Regions from separate parts of the Mus musculus genome. Here all the other regions are linked to region 4. The links are chromatin contacts, called in public HiChIP or PLAC-seq and promoter capture Hi-C maps. All regions are on one chromosome and are shown on one strand. The core of a region is the stretch at or near the end of the contact, and the rest is flanking DNA. Distances in the headings are between cores, read along the strand shown.

What was found. HiChIP or PLAC-seq counts read pairs in DNA pulled down with a chosen protein or histone mark. Capture Hi-C pulls out chosen DNA fragments and counts their contacts.
Region 1: a contact with region 4 is called in an H3K27ac HiChIP or PLAC-seq map of stem cell-derived neural progenitor cells, with 4 times the contacts expected there. The contact joins the promoter of Zbtb7a here to the promoter of Efna2 in region 4. A contact is called at or near these places in 6 of 115 datasets of contacts at active chromatin or transcription factors (bone marrow-derived dendritic cells, large pre-B cells, microglia and 3 more).
Region 2: a promoter capture Hi-C map of liver shows a contact between it and region 4, with 2.5 times the contacts expected there. The contact joins the promoter of Izumo4 here to the promoter of Efna2 in region 4. A contact is called at or near these places in 2 of 39 promoter capture datasets (both in liver), 2 of 115 datasets of contacts at active chromatin or transcription factors (bone marrow-derived dendritic cells and bone marrow-derived macrophages) and 2 of 9 other capture datasets (adipose tissue and liver).
Region 3: a contact with region 4 is called in a promoter capture Hi-C map of adipose tissue, with 2.7 times the contacts expected there. The contact joins the promoter of Plekhj1 here to the promoter of Efna2 in region 4. A contact is called at or near these places in 3 of 39 promoter capture datasets (embryonic stem cells, liver and pre-B cells) and 2 of 9 other capture datasets (adipose tissue and liver).

Annotation. Positions count from the first base shown.
Region 1 is chr10:81,135,020-81,137,719 of GRCm38.p6, reverse strand. Zbtb7a (zinc finger and BTB domain containing 7a) reads right to left here and starts at 1,449. Exons shown (of 3, transcript NM_010731.3): 1 at 1,021-1,449.
Region 2 is chr10:80,701,391-80,704,398 of GRCm38.p6, reverse strand. Izumo4 (IZUMO family member 4) reads right to left here and starts at 1,706. Exons shown (of 10, transcript NM_027829.3): 1 at 1,440-1,706; 2 at 1,270-1,350; 3 at 1,119-1,190; 4 at 643-669; 5 at 471-546; 6 at 313-360; 7 at 205-219. The coding sequence starts at 1,683. It overlaps Mob3a (MOB kinase activator 3A), which reads left to right and starts at 2,579. Exons shown (of 4, transcript NM_172457.2): 1 at 2,579-2,602.
Region 3 is chr10:80,797,265-80,800,244 of GRCm38.p6, reverse strand. Plekhj1 (pleckstrin homology domain containing, family J member 1) reads left to right here and starts at 1,619. Exons shown (of 6, transcript NM_023900.2): 1 at 1,619-2,164; 2 at 2,268-2,335; 3 at 2,406-2,472. The coding sequence starts at 2,071. Sf3a2 (splicing factor 3a, subunit 2) reads right to left here and starts at 1,510. Exons shown (of 9, transcript NM_013651.4): 1 at 1,440-1,510.
Region 4 is chr10:80,178,034-80,180,908 of GRCm38.p6, reverse strand. It overlaps Efna2 (ephrin A2), which reads right to left and starts at 1,427. Exons shown (of 4, transcript NM_007909.3): 1 at 1,019-1,427. The coding sequence starts at 1,146.

The sequences.
Region 1 (2,700 bases), core at 200-2,699, 960 kb before region 4:
AAATTAAAATATCGAACGGGAGGGGGGGGGCTAAGAACGGTTACACAACAGGAGGGGAGGGGCGGCAGCCGGAAGCCGGGACCGCCACCGGCCCCGGGCGAGGGAGCCGCGGAAGCTCCGCCTCTTCTGCATAAACCCCGCCCCTGCACGCAGGCCCCGCCCAAACGCAGGCTCCACCCCCATGCAGCGCCGCGCCGGACGATTTCTAGTATCCATTGGCCCTCAGGTCTGCCACTCACCGCCCCTCCTCCGCAACGCCCCTCCCTGACCCGCCGCTATCGCGAGGCACTCTGGGATTTGTAGTTTATTCTCCAAGGCCACCTTCCAAAACAACAAGCACTGAAGATAAGCGAAAGAACTACAGAGCCCAGGAGAACCGCGACGACGCGCCCGCCTCCCAGACACTCCACCCCTCACCCCTTCCCTCCGCCTCTCTCGGGCCTTTTTTTTTTTTTTTTTTTTTTTTTTTTTTTTTTTTTGCAAAGCCCCCCTCCCTGTTTTGTCAGCCCCCTCCCCCCCTCCGCCAAGGCGCTCCATCCTGGCCAACTCCAACGTCTGCGCGCAATCCCGGATAGGCCTTCCCCGCCCCCCGCTTGCCCACTACCACTCGGAAAGGGGAGCGGCGCGCCCCGGGCCCTATTGCAAACTTAGCACGCGACGCACCCCTCAGCCCCCACCTTCGCCTTCGGTGAGGCCCGGCTCCCCTCCCCCGCGGGCCGCGCGCCGGGAACCCTGAGGCCGTGCCGCCCGAGTAGGGAGGAGGGATCGGGAGCGGGCTTGTGCCCTTCGCCCCGGAGGGACCCGGGCGGAGCCCCCCCGCCTCCCGACTCCTCTTCGGCTCTGGCCGGGCAATCTTGGTCTCCAGAACCCCTGAGCTACGGAGGCGCCCCAGATCCCCCATCCAGTCCGTTCCGCTCCGTACGGGCTCTCGGGGTGCGCACTGCGCCCCCGGCCGCGTCCCCACCCTGCAAGGAAATTAAAAAGGAAAGAAAGGAAAAAAAAAAGAAAAACAAAACCCACCTCTCCGGGAGAGGAGTCCCCTTCAGCCCGGGCAGCTTACCTCGCGGGGACCCGAGCCCGGAGGACGCGCGATCGGGGCAGCCCGCGGCGCGGACCTCGCTCGGGCGGGCGGCGGCGTCACTGCCCCTACAGTAGCCGTACAGTACGCAAAGCCCCGTATGATGCTCGCGACTCCCTTCCTGGTTTGTCCGAGGGCAAGAGGGGTCCTCCCTCGTCTTAAAGGTGCCGCAGCGCCGGCACCCCCACGCCCAGCCCGCCCCCCCGGCCACCGCGGCCAGAACAGGCTCTGCAGGTCGGCTCTTGCCACGTCCCGCGGGGCTGCGCCGCGAGAGCAGATCGGGCTGCGATTAGGGATTTGGGGGTGCCGGGCGGGCGGGGGGCGCAGCCCCGACCCATCGGCCCCTCCCCTGGCAAGCCCGTGACCTCTCCGCCCCGTGCGCGGCGCCGTGCCAGCCTGCTGGCTTATCTACGGCCCGGAGCACCCCAGGGTGCTGGGGGCGGGCAAGAGGGGCCCCTCGGGTTCAGGGGGTGGGGGCCGCAGATAAACAGCCCCGGCCTGTGCGCGCAGGGCGGGGTTCAGGGGGCGCGGGCTGTGCCCCCGAAGCCCGGGGCGGGGCGGGACCGGGTTGGCAATGGGGGCGGGAGTGCGGTGCGCACCCGGAGGACTGGGTGCCGGGGCGTAAGGGGCCCTCTGGCCCAAGGAGCTGAGATGAAGGCGAGGAAGTGACGGTCCCTTGCCTCACACCTCTCTCCAAGGCCACCAGGGCGCTGCCATGGTACCGCATCTCCCTTCTCTGAGCCTCAGTTTCCCCAAATAATGCAAGGAATCGAAAGGAGAAGAAAAGGTCTGTTGCAAGGTCGGCGAGGTTGCATCGGCGCTCCTGTCATCCTTGGCCTCAGTTTACCCAAGTAGTGCAAAGAACCCAGGAAAGGAAGAAAAAAGATCAGAGTCTGCATTTGAGCTCCAGGTCCCCTAACCCCCACATAAACCTCAGTTTACTCAAACTGCGAGGAACCCAGAGTTTGCAAGTACAGCTAGGTTGCTTTAGAGTGTCGGGTCTCCGTCCACCCCCGCCCCCATCTGCGCCTTAAATTACCAAAGCCATACCAGGGACCCCCCAGGGGAAGACTTGCAGGGCCGCGAAATGTCAGCTGAGCTCGGGGGTCCCGCCCTCACCGGTGCAGCCAGCCAGCAAACCTGCCGCCCCGCGATTACATAAAACAGTCGCCTCCACCCGGCTGTGCCAGGGGCGTAGCGCGGGGAAGGGGTTGGCGAGGGGCGGGGAAGGACGGTTGTTTTCCAGGCCTTGTAATTTTCCCCGCAGCCGGCTGGCTGGCCCGGCTGGTGTGGGGCGTGGACCCGGACCCTCGCAGGGGCGCCGCACAGCTCCGCAGGACAGAGGTGGGAAGTAGGAAAGTGCGAATCCAACCCTGCGTTTTCTGTTTTCTTTCTTTCTTTCTTTCTTTTTTTTTCACCCCCTTGTCCTTTTCTCTCCCACTTCCTCTCTGGTCGTGGGAGAGGTCTGGAGAGGGAGGGGAAGGCAGAGGAGGGGACAGGCGACATCCCGGTTCACCAGGCCTGCTGGGTTCGGGTTCCAGCACGCCACAGCCACCAGACGACCTGACTGTGGATCTGGCTCTGGGGAGGGGGCGGAGCGGGGAGTTAGAACCAGCGCCTGG
Region 2 (3,008 bases), core at 457-2,956, 520 kb before region 4:
CAGTTAGACCCTCCAGGTCTGCCACCACACCAATTCAGGGAAGAATAGGTTTCATGAAGACCCTTCAGCCAGGATGGCTTGCCCCCTTCCTCCAGCTGAACTTGGAGACCTTTGAAGGGTGTGGGCAAGGTCCTCCTGAGCCTTGGCAAGCTTCAACCCCTCATCATAAGGCACACACAACCTTGGATTCCAGCAGGAACTTACTTGTGCCAGGTGTTTCTACAATGACAGTAGGTTTGGAGTCAGGGGACCAAGTGGCCTCCCTTGGTGTCTCCCTCTCCATGTCCTGGTACCCAATAAGCCCCAGCTCACATGTATTTCAGAAGGCCCTGTACAGCTGACTCCCACTGTGCCGATGACCTGGGGTGGGGGGGGGGAACACAAGACTTGGTGGTGGGGTATCCCCAAGGCCCTGGTCCCCTTCCTTGCCTAGGACCCCAGGGGCAGTGGGATTGCTGCATGAGCCATACTTGCAGTAGTAGCCAAAGCAAATGACGTGGGAGTCCGTGCAGTTGCTGCAGGAGATGGTCTCGTACTGGTAGATACCTGCAATATATGAGAAGCAGCCCCAGACTCCCCTGGGCCCTCCCCAGCCTGGGCCACTGCCACTGTGGCCCTTAGCCTGGACCATGGTTCACTTACCACAGTGACGCTGACAGTCAATGCGGCCTGGGGAGGGGAGGACATAACAGGATAGTGCTTTCTGACAAGGCCCAGAGCTCAACACCTCAGCCCCACTTGTTTTTGTAGCCCAGGATACCCTAGCACAGAGAAGGTAGCCTAGGCTGCCTTGTGATTTGTGGCAATCTTCTTGCCTCGTTCCCTCATTTCTGAGTGCTGGGATTACACGCTTGTGCTACATGAGTTTCATGGATGTAGGAAGGGGTCAGTTGCAGTGAAAGATGGGGATAACCTAAGGGAAGGATGGTTCCATTGTTCCTAGGTGCCACCAGGAGACTAGTTTGACAGAAATAAGGGGGTGATGGGCATGCTAGCAAACATTTATGCAAAAGGGCCTCCTGCAGAGTCACTCCTCCCTGAGCCCTGTTTCCAGTGCCCCTAGCCCTGAAGTGCCAGCGGCCATGATCATCTTCCCCTCTGTGGAGCCCACTGCTCACTCTCTATGATGGCGTTCTGGATGAGGCGCACTTGCTCCCGGAAGATGGCCCGCAGCTCATTGGGGAAATACCCTGATGTGAGAGTCACAGCAGAACGGTCAAGTTCAGGTGCGTAGCAGCTCGCACCGGCCCCACCTGTTTCTCTTTTTACCTGGGAAGTACATCTTCCCCTGGTACAGCTGGTCCATCCTCTGGTACACGGCTTCTGCTACTTGATATAGCTTCTTCCGGGCTAAGGGCAGGAGGAAAAAGCAAGCAAATGAGTGGCCCTGCCCGGTTCCCTGCTGCTCTTCTGACCCTGGAATGGGTTCCGCCGCTCACTGATCTCAGCAGGAATGGCCAGATGGAGCTCCTTCATCGTGTTCTGGATCCAATCGGAGAGCAGCATCCCCGACACAGGAATGTCACCCACCCACCACGACTTGAGGTTCACGTGGTGACGATAGAAGGAGAACTTCTCCGCGAAATTGGGGTCGCACTGCAGGCAGCCCCGGGCCAGCGCCGCTGTCATGCCCAGAAACAACAGCAGGGCCATGGCCTGGCCCAGCCTGCCTTGCCCAAACATCGGCGCCGCCAGCGCCGCACCCTCCAGCCGCGCACCAACCAACGGTGCCTCCCGCGCCACGCCCTGCCACGCCGCACCAACCAACAGCTCGCGCTGTGGACCCTGGCCGCGCCATCCCCTGCCCGGGCCTGATCATGCTTCCAACTCTGGTCCCGCCCCGCTTAGACATGTCCCGCCCACCGGGCCTGATGGCGCAAGCCTTTAATCCCAGCACTTGGGAGGCAGAGGCAGGCGAATTTCTGAGTTCGAGGCCAACCTGGTCTACAAAGTGAGTTCCAGGACAGCCAGGACTACACAGAGAAACCCTGTCTCGAAAAAAAAAAAAAAGACAGCGCCTGCCCACGGATGGCTCCGCCCCTACCTGGCCAGGCCCCGATTAGACTCCTGTCCCAGGCCTGGTTCCGCCTACAGGCCTGGTACCGCCCACGGATGGCTCCACCCCTTTCTAGCCTGTCACCACACCCACCCCACCGCCATCCGGACTTCTGTCCCAGGGCTGGCTCTACTGGATCTCCCCAGGAGAGTGTAACTGAATCTCTCCAGTTACAATTGGCAACTGGTAATGCCAGTCTGTCCCCAGGCTCCACCCCATCCACAGCGCCTTACGCATGCGCTTTGGGCTGGCGCCAGTTCCCGAGCCAGCGAGGGAGGGCTCGTCCCGCCCCTCATCCGCTCCACTACAGCCAATTAGCAGCGCCCGTCCTGGTCTCCAGGGGCGCGGAGTGCCGCCTGCCTTTCACACCGTGATCCTCCGAACTCGGGCGCCACACCTCCATCCGGGCTGCTTCCCTTTAAGGGAAGTAAATCCGGCTGGCGGGCGCGGCCTGGGCGGGGCGTGCGGCGTGTCCCTCCGCGGGCGTGTCCCTCTGCGGGCGCGGCCGGAGACTGGGCGAAGCGAGAGACGGTTCCGGACAGCCAGGTGGGTCCTCCGAGGGCCAAGGCGGGCGGCGGGCAGCGGGACTTCATCCCTCAGGGTGACAGTGTCCAGCGACCGGCCCAGAGTGGGCGCTGGGGACCTGGATCTGTCAAAAGGAGGGAGAAAGGAAGCGTCATGGATCAAAAGCGTGTTTAATATTTGAGGTCCTAGATAGCACAGGCTAGCCTCCAGCGGCTGGATAGGATCCTCCTTCCCATCTCCGCTGACTCATTTGTTTGAAATGATCACGTTTCTGTTAAACTTCATTGAAGGTCTGGGCTCTTGCTCTGGAGTGAAGCATTTGCCTTGTGTGTAGAAAGCCCTGGGTTCTATCCCTACTTCTGCCTCTTCAGCACTCCTCGGCCTCCCCTAAATAAGCCATTGAAAGGCTGGATGGAGAGACTCAAAA
Region 3 (2,980 bases), core at 370-2,869, 620 kb before region 4:
GTGCACCTCAAGGGTGGAACACTTGTCCATCATGCATAAGGTCCCCTAGGGGTACATGTTTGAGGTTGAATGTGTATGGGTACCCACTGCAAAAATGCAGTTAGTTCATGAGCTTTGGAGGGAAAACAAACACTAGGACAAAACTGGCCTGGGCAGGCTGGAGAAGTGGCTCAGCGGTTAAGAGCACTGACTGCTCCTCCAGAGGTCCTGAGTTCAAATCCCAGCAATGATGTGGTGGTTCACAAACATCTGTAATGGAACCCGATGCCCTCTTCTGGTGTGTATCTAAAGACAGCTACAGTGTACTCATTATAAATAAATAAATCTTAGAAAAGCAAAACAAAACTGGGGCCTGGGTGAGCACACTGCTTGCTCTGTGGATGGGGCACCAAGCTCTGCAAACGCCCACCAACAGTTCCCAACCCCAGGAAACACAGAAAACGTAGGGCGTGGTGGTGTACACTTCTCATCCCATTTCTTTATCCAAGGTAGGAAGATGGTTAGGTTAGTGTTAGAGACCAAACCGGGCTGTGCAGTGAGATCCTATCTCAGATAAAAGAAAAAAGGGTGGCGGTAGGCTCCAGGGACTCTGATATCCCTTTCTGGACCCTATGGGTACCCCACTCACACACAAAGCTCCACACAGACACATTAAAACAAAATCTTTAAAAACGCGGGGAAGGGCATTTATCTGCTTGCTGACTACTGCTGCAACACGACCACCACGGCAGACCGCACCTTCATACCATCAGCCAAAATAAACCCTCGATTCCTTAAAACCAATCAAAACAGCCAAGTGTGGTGGCTCATGCTGTAAGTCCCACTATGCGAGAGAAGGCAGAGGCATGGCAATGTCTGTGAACTGGAAATCGGCCAAGTTTCCACACCGAGTTGCAGGTCAGCCCCAGTTAAGCAGTGAGACCCTGTCTGAAATAAATGAAAAGTTGTGCCGATGACTGGAGGGGCTCACACGTGAAACTTGGGACAGGAGGCCAGGACGCAGGGACGGGAGATGCGCAACCTCACGGACTACCGTAAGATTACCGATGAACGATCAATAAGGACAGAGACGTGGTATATGTTAAGGTAATGGTCTGGGAGGAGGCCTGGTCCCAGGACAAATCCCTTTTATGTGCAGATACCGTTATCTTTCAATCCCAGCAAGGGACCTGCTCCGGTGGACAGGAGCAGTGGTCGCCAGGGCCCCGATTAACGAAGGTGGAAACGGAAACAACCAAGGAGGTCAAAATACACGCCGAGACGCCACTCGGACACCCCGAACCACCCTGGAGGCCACAGAAGCGCCACCCAAGCCAGCAATCACGCGGCGACCCAACGGGCCTCGCGAGAGCGCGCTCTCCCGGCGGGCGCGCGCCGATCCTGAGGCAAGAGGGCGGCCGCTGCCTCTCCCCGTCCCGCCCCCGGGCTTTCGCTCCCACCTTCAAGCCTCCCCGACGGAGCAGCCGCCACCGACAAACTGTGCAGCTCCTCACCAACGCTAAGGCCTCGCTATCCGGGTTTAATCTCCGCCAAGGCCGCGGTTTCGCCGCGCGCGTGCGCACGACCGACGAAGCGATCCCTTCCGGGAGCAAAGGCGTCGGCGTTTCGTGTGTGCGCAGGCCCAGCGGATGGACTTCCGTCTTCGGTAGGCGGGAGAGAAAGGAGCGTCGGGGCGCAGAGTGCGCGTGCTCACTGCAGCGACCGCACAGTTTCGCTCCGCCCTAAGTCTAGCGGCGCCGGCTATCGTGACAAGAGGAAAGCGTTAGGGTTCACCGGCCCAGGAAGGCGCTTCGCTCATCGTGGAGTGCTCTGAGTCTAACTTACACCTCACGCTTAGTATGTCTGGCGGTTATTTAAGGACGGGCCATCTCCTTCCCGTCTGACTCTGTTCAACCGCGCAGACCCATAAATTAGGGCCGCGCAACCAGCCCAACAACGCGCAGGCGCAGTAACCGGGTTGGGACTTCCGAGATCGCTCTCTGAGACTTTTGTGGCGCTGGCTGCGGCTTCGGGGAGGACGGCGGCCGAGAGGCAGGGCGCGTGTTGGTTCGCGCGGATCCGTGCGGCGGGATGCGGTACAACGAGAAAGAGTTGCAGGCGCTGTCCCGACAGCCGGCAGAGATGGCGGCCGAGCTGGGCATGCGGGGCCCCAAGAAGGGCAGCGGTGAGCCAGTCGGGGCTGCGGCTGGGGCACTTGGGCGGGCCGGCGCGGTTCCTGGGTGGGCGAATGAGAACAGTTCCGCGCTGACACCGCCCTGTGCCTACAGTGGCCAAGCGGCGACTGGTGAAGCTGGTGGTCAACTTCCTCTTTTACTTCCGCCCGGACGAGGCCGAGGTAGGGGCGTGGGGGGCGCGGGGGACCCGCGCGGCCCGGAGGCCGGCGCTCATGGCCGTGTCTCGCGCAGCCCCTCGGAGCCCTGTTGCTGGAGCGCTGCAGAGTGGCCCAGGAAGAACCGGGCGGCTTCTCCATCAGTAAGTTTCCATCCCGGACTCTGCTCCGCACACCCGATCCTTTTTACTCCCTTAGGAGCCTACGTTTGTCCTGGATCCCGCGTCCGCTGGTGGCCCAGGACTGGCCCAGCTATCACTCAGAGTGCCCACTGGGTCTGGTTCTCGCTTAGTTTCTTCTCCGACCCCTCTGCCCGTTCCCAACTGAGAGAGGTGCAGTCTGCGAACGTGGGGTGTATAGCAGGAACAGTCTCTGCCGCCCTCTCTGCCACGGGTAGGGTACGGGCAGGCTTTAAGGCCTGTCTCAGCCTTCTTCCCTAACGAGAACTTTACAGTATCTTGTAGAGATTTGGGCATCATGTCTACCTATATTATCCAGTGGGGTTCTTTATCTGTACCCCTCTTTTCTCCTTCTTGCACGAGTGCACACGTGTTTTGGGGTGTGAGTATGCCAGTAAGGCCAGAGGGAAACTTGAGTAGTTGGTTCTCATCTTCCACTATGTAGGTCTCCAGCATAAAACGCTGGTCATTG
Region 4 (2,875 bases), core at 178-2,677:
CCCACTCCCACCGAGAGACACTGTTGGCCCTTGTGCCACAGCTTGCCTCAAAGACCACCTTTTTTTTGCAACTTTCTGTTGATGGATCAAGAGGGCAGCTTGGCTGATCCATCAACTAAGTTCCTCACTGGCCAGCCTCGGACACATGGGGACTCTCGATCTATACTGCACCCAAGCCTTGGAACCCCAAAGCCTATCTCCCAAGACACCCTCCAGCATGCCCCCACTTCTGAGACCCTTCTGACCCGGAAGGTTCTATGCTTTCCAGAATGTGGTCAGTGGCTGTAAACTTTTTACTCAGCCTGTAACAGTGGCTTCTGCTGTGTCCCCTGACTGTACCCAGTGCCTGGCAGGGTCTGACCCATGGGGTGCCACCAAACAGACAGGCAGGACCCGGTGCCTTGCTGGGTGTGGCAGGCTGGGTACCACCAGGGTCTCCAGCCCTAGCACCAGTTCTCTGGGCATGACCTTGAGGCAGCCCCTCCTGGCTCCTGCACCTCAGTTTCCCCCCGCAGCTACAAAGGTGGAAAACGATAAGCCTAGGCTGCACCCCTCAAACTGACCTCCGTCGCTTTGGTGCCTGGTCCCCTCTGTTCCTCTAAAGTGTCTGGGGGATTGGAGCACCCCTTGGAGTGAACGAGTGAACATAGGGGTAGAAAGGGGATTTTGTAACTTCCCCAAGTTCATCTGGAGAACCAAAGACAGGACTCTCAGAACCTTCTCAAAAGAGCCAAGTCCGGGGATTCCTTGGGTGGAAGGGAAGTCCCCAGGGATATTTGCCAAACCCTCAGCCCTCCAGGGTGCTCCCTCCTCCAAGAGGCCAGGGGTTCAAGGGTGTCCCCCAAGCAAGTACAGAGAAGGAACTCCTGAGTCTGAGGGTGCAGAGGGCTTCCCCCAAAGTCCAGGAGCTCTTGGGGGAATACTAGGCACCCCCGAAGTTCAGGAGGAGGTCCGTGCGCTGCAATCCCCAGGGCTGGGGCCTCTTGGGGTCCCCGGGGGTTCCCCCAATCAAGCTCACCTGGGGTTGCTACGGTTCCAGTAGACTGCGTATCGGTCAGCGTTGGCCCGGGCCGGGTCCTCGTTGCGCGCACGCAGCGGCAGCAGCAGCAGCAGCAGCGGCAGCAGCGGGCGCTGCGCGGGCGCCATGGCCCCGGTGCTGCCGCCGCGCTCGCTCCCTCGCTCTCCAGCCGCCGCCTGGCCCCGCCGTCTCCGCCTCCGCCTCCGCCGCCGAGCGGGCGGAGCGCCGCGCGCGCTTGGAGATCTGCCGCCCCGCCTCTGCGCGCGGCCCCCGCCGTAGACCGCGGGCGCCGAGAAACCAGGCGGCGGCGGCGGCGGCGGCGGCGGCGGCGACGGCGGCGCGGGGCAGAGGCCCGAGCGGTGCACTGCGCAAGGCGCTCTCCCGGGTTCCCCGGGCGCGGGGGCTCCCCTCGCCTTTGTCCCCGCTGGAGCGTCTTGGAGGGTCGCGGGCGCCCCCTCCCGCCGCGCCCCGGACCCTCCAAGCCTCTGCCCGGGCCCCGCCCCGGCCAGACTCGCGCAGACTCTGCCGCGGATCCCCAGGGTCCCGCCCTAGCCTCCCGCATCGGGAAGGGGACCCCAGAGCGCTGAGCTTGTGCGGGGGTGGGGGGGCTTTGTGGCCCCACCCTGGGTAGGTTGTAGCGAAGTGCTTGTTTGCGCCGCGCCTGGCATCTCAGTACTTAGGAGGCTGAGGCAGGAGGATTGACGCGAGTTCCAGGCCATCCTAGGCTACAGTGTCAGATCAGATCTGATAAAACAAAGAAGTCGTAGGCCAGTTGTGGTGGTGCACACCTGCCCTCCCAGCATTCGGGAGGCTGAGGCAGAAGGATCAGACATTCAAGGTCATCCTCGGCTACATAGAGGGTTCTAGGCCAACCTGGGCTACATGAAACCGCAGCAGAAAAGAACTAAAGTTCCAAGTCACCCTTTCCTAGCTTTCCATCCTCCTCGACTGTACATCCTTGAGGCCTCTGGGAGTCACTTCAGGAACTCTGGGAATCACCCCAATTCCTGGCAGGTGAAAGGACACTCGCTCGCTTGCTCGCTCAGGGAGGGCTTTCCCTACAACACCTAGATCAGAGCTGTGTGAACCAGATGGGTTTGCTGGCTTGTTTTTCACTTGCTGGGTCCTGTGCTTGGTGTTGGGGACCACAGAGCAGTTGGATTCTAAAATGTCCTTCTGTGTGCGGACTGGGAAAAGCTAAAGCTGGCCAGTGTTATTATTACCTGGGACCAAAAAGGCCAGGGTGGCACTGTAGAAATTAGATATGTGGCCTTCTGTGACAAGTTCCCCACATGCCACACACATAAACATGTGTTCACTTGTGCTTGTGTGTACACACACACACACACACACACACACTGGGTGGGCACAGATGTGAAATCTTTACCCAGACCTGGAAGTGCTCTGTCCCCACTCTCCACTGAAATATGTCTCTCCTCTTTGTAGGCCCGGCTTTACTTGGGGACCTGAACTTGGCTGTCAAGGGTATTCTGGGATTTCCAGGTCAAGCCCTGGTGGCACCCACAGGACACAGGGCCACATGTCTAAGCATTCTGCCCATAAAGGTGAATGTTGGGGAGCTGCCCTGTCTGGGACATGAGCACCCCCTTTGCAATGGGGAGGGCAACCAAGAGGGTAGTCTCATCTACTAGACTGTATCTGTTAGGTTCTCAATCACCAGGGCCAGTCACAAGGACACCTAGCAAGGAGGCCACATCACCAGGCCTCATTTGCATGCTGGGGCCACCGAGTTGAGAGCTGCCTGCCGCCAGTGGATTTGAGCAGAAAGCTTTGCCTTCTGTTCTTGTCTGTTGTCTCAAGGTCAGATCCAGAGTGAGGACAGGAACAAAGGCGGCT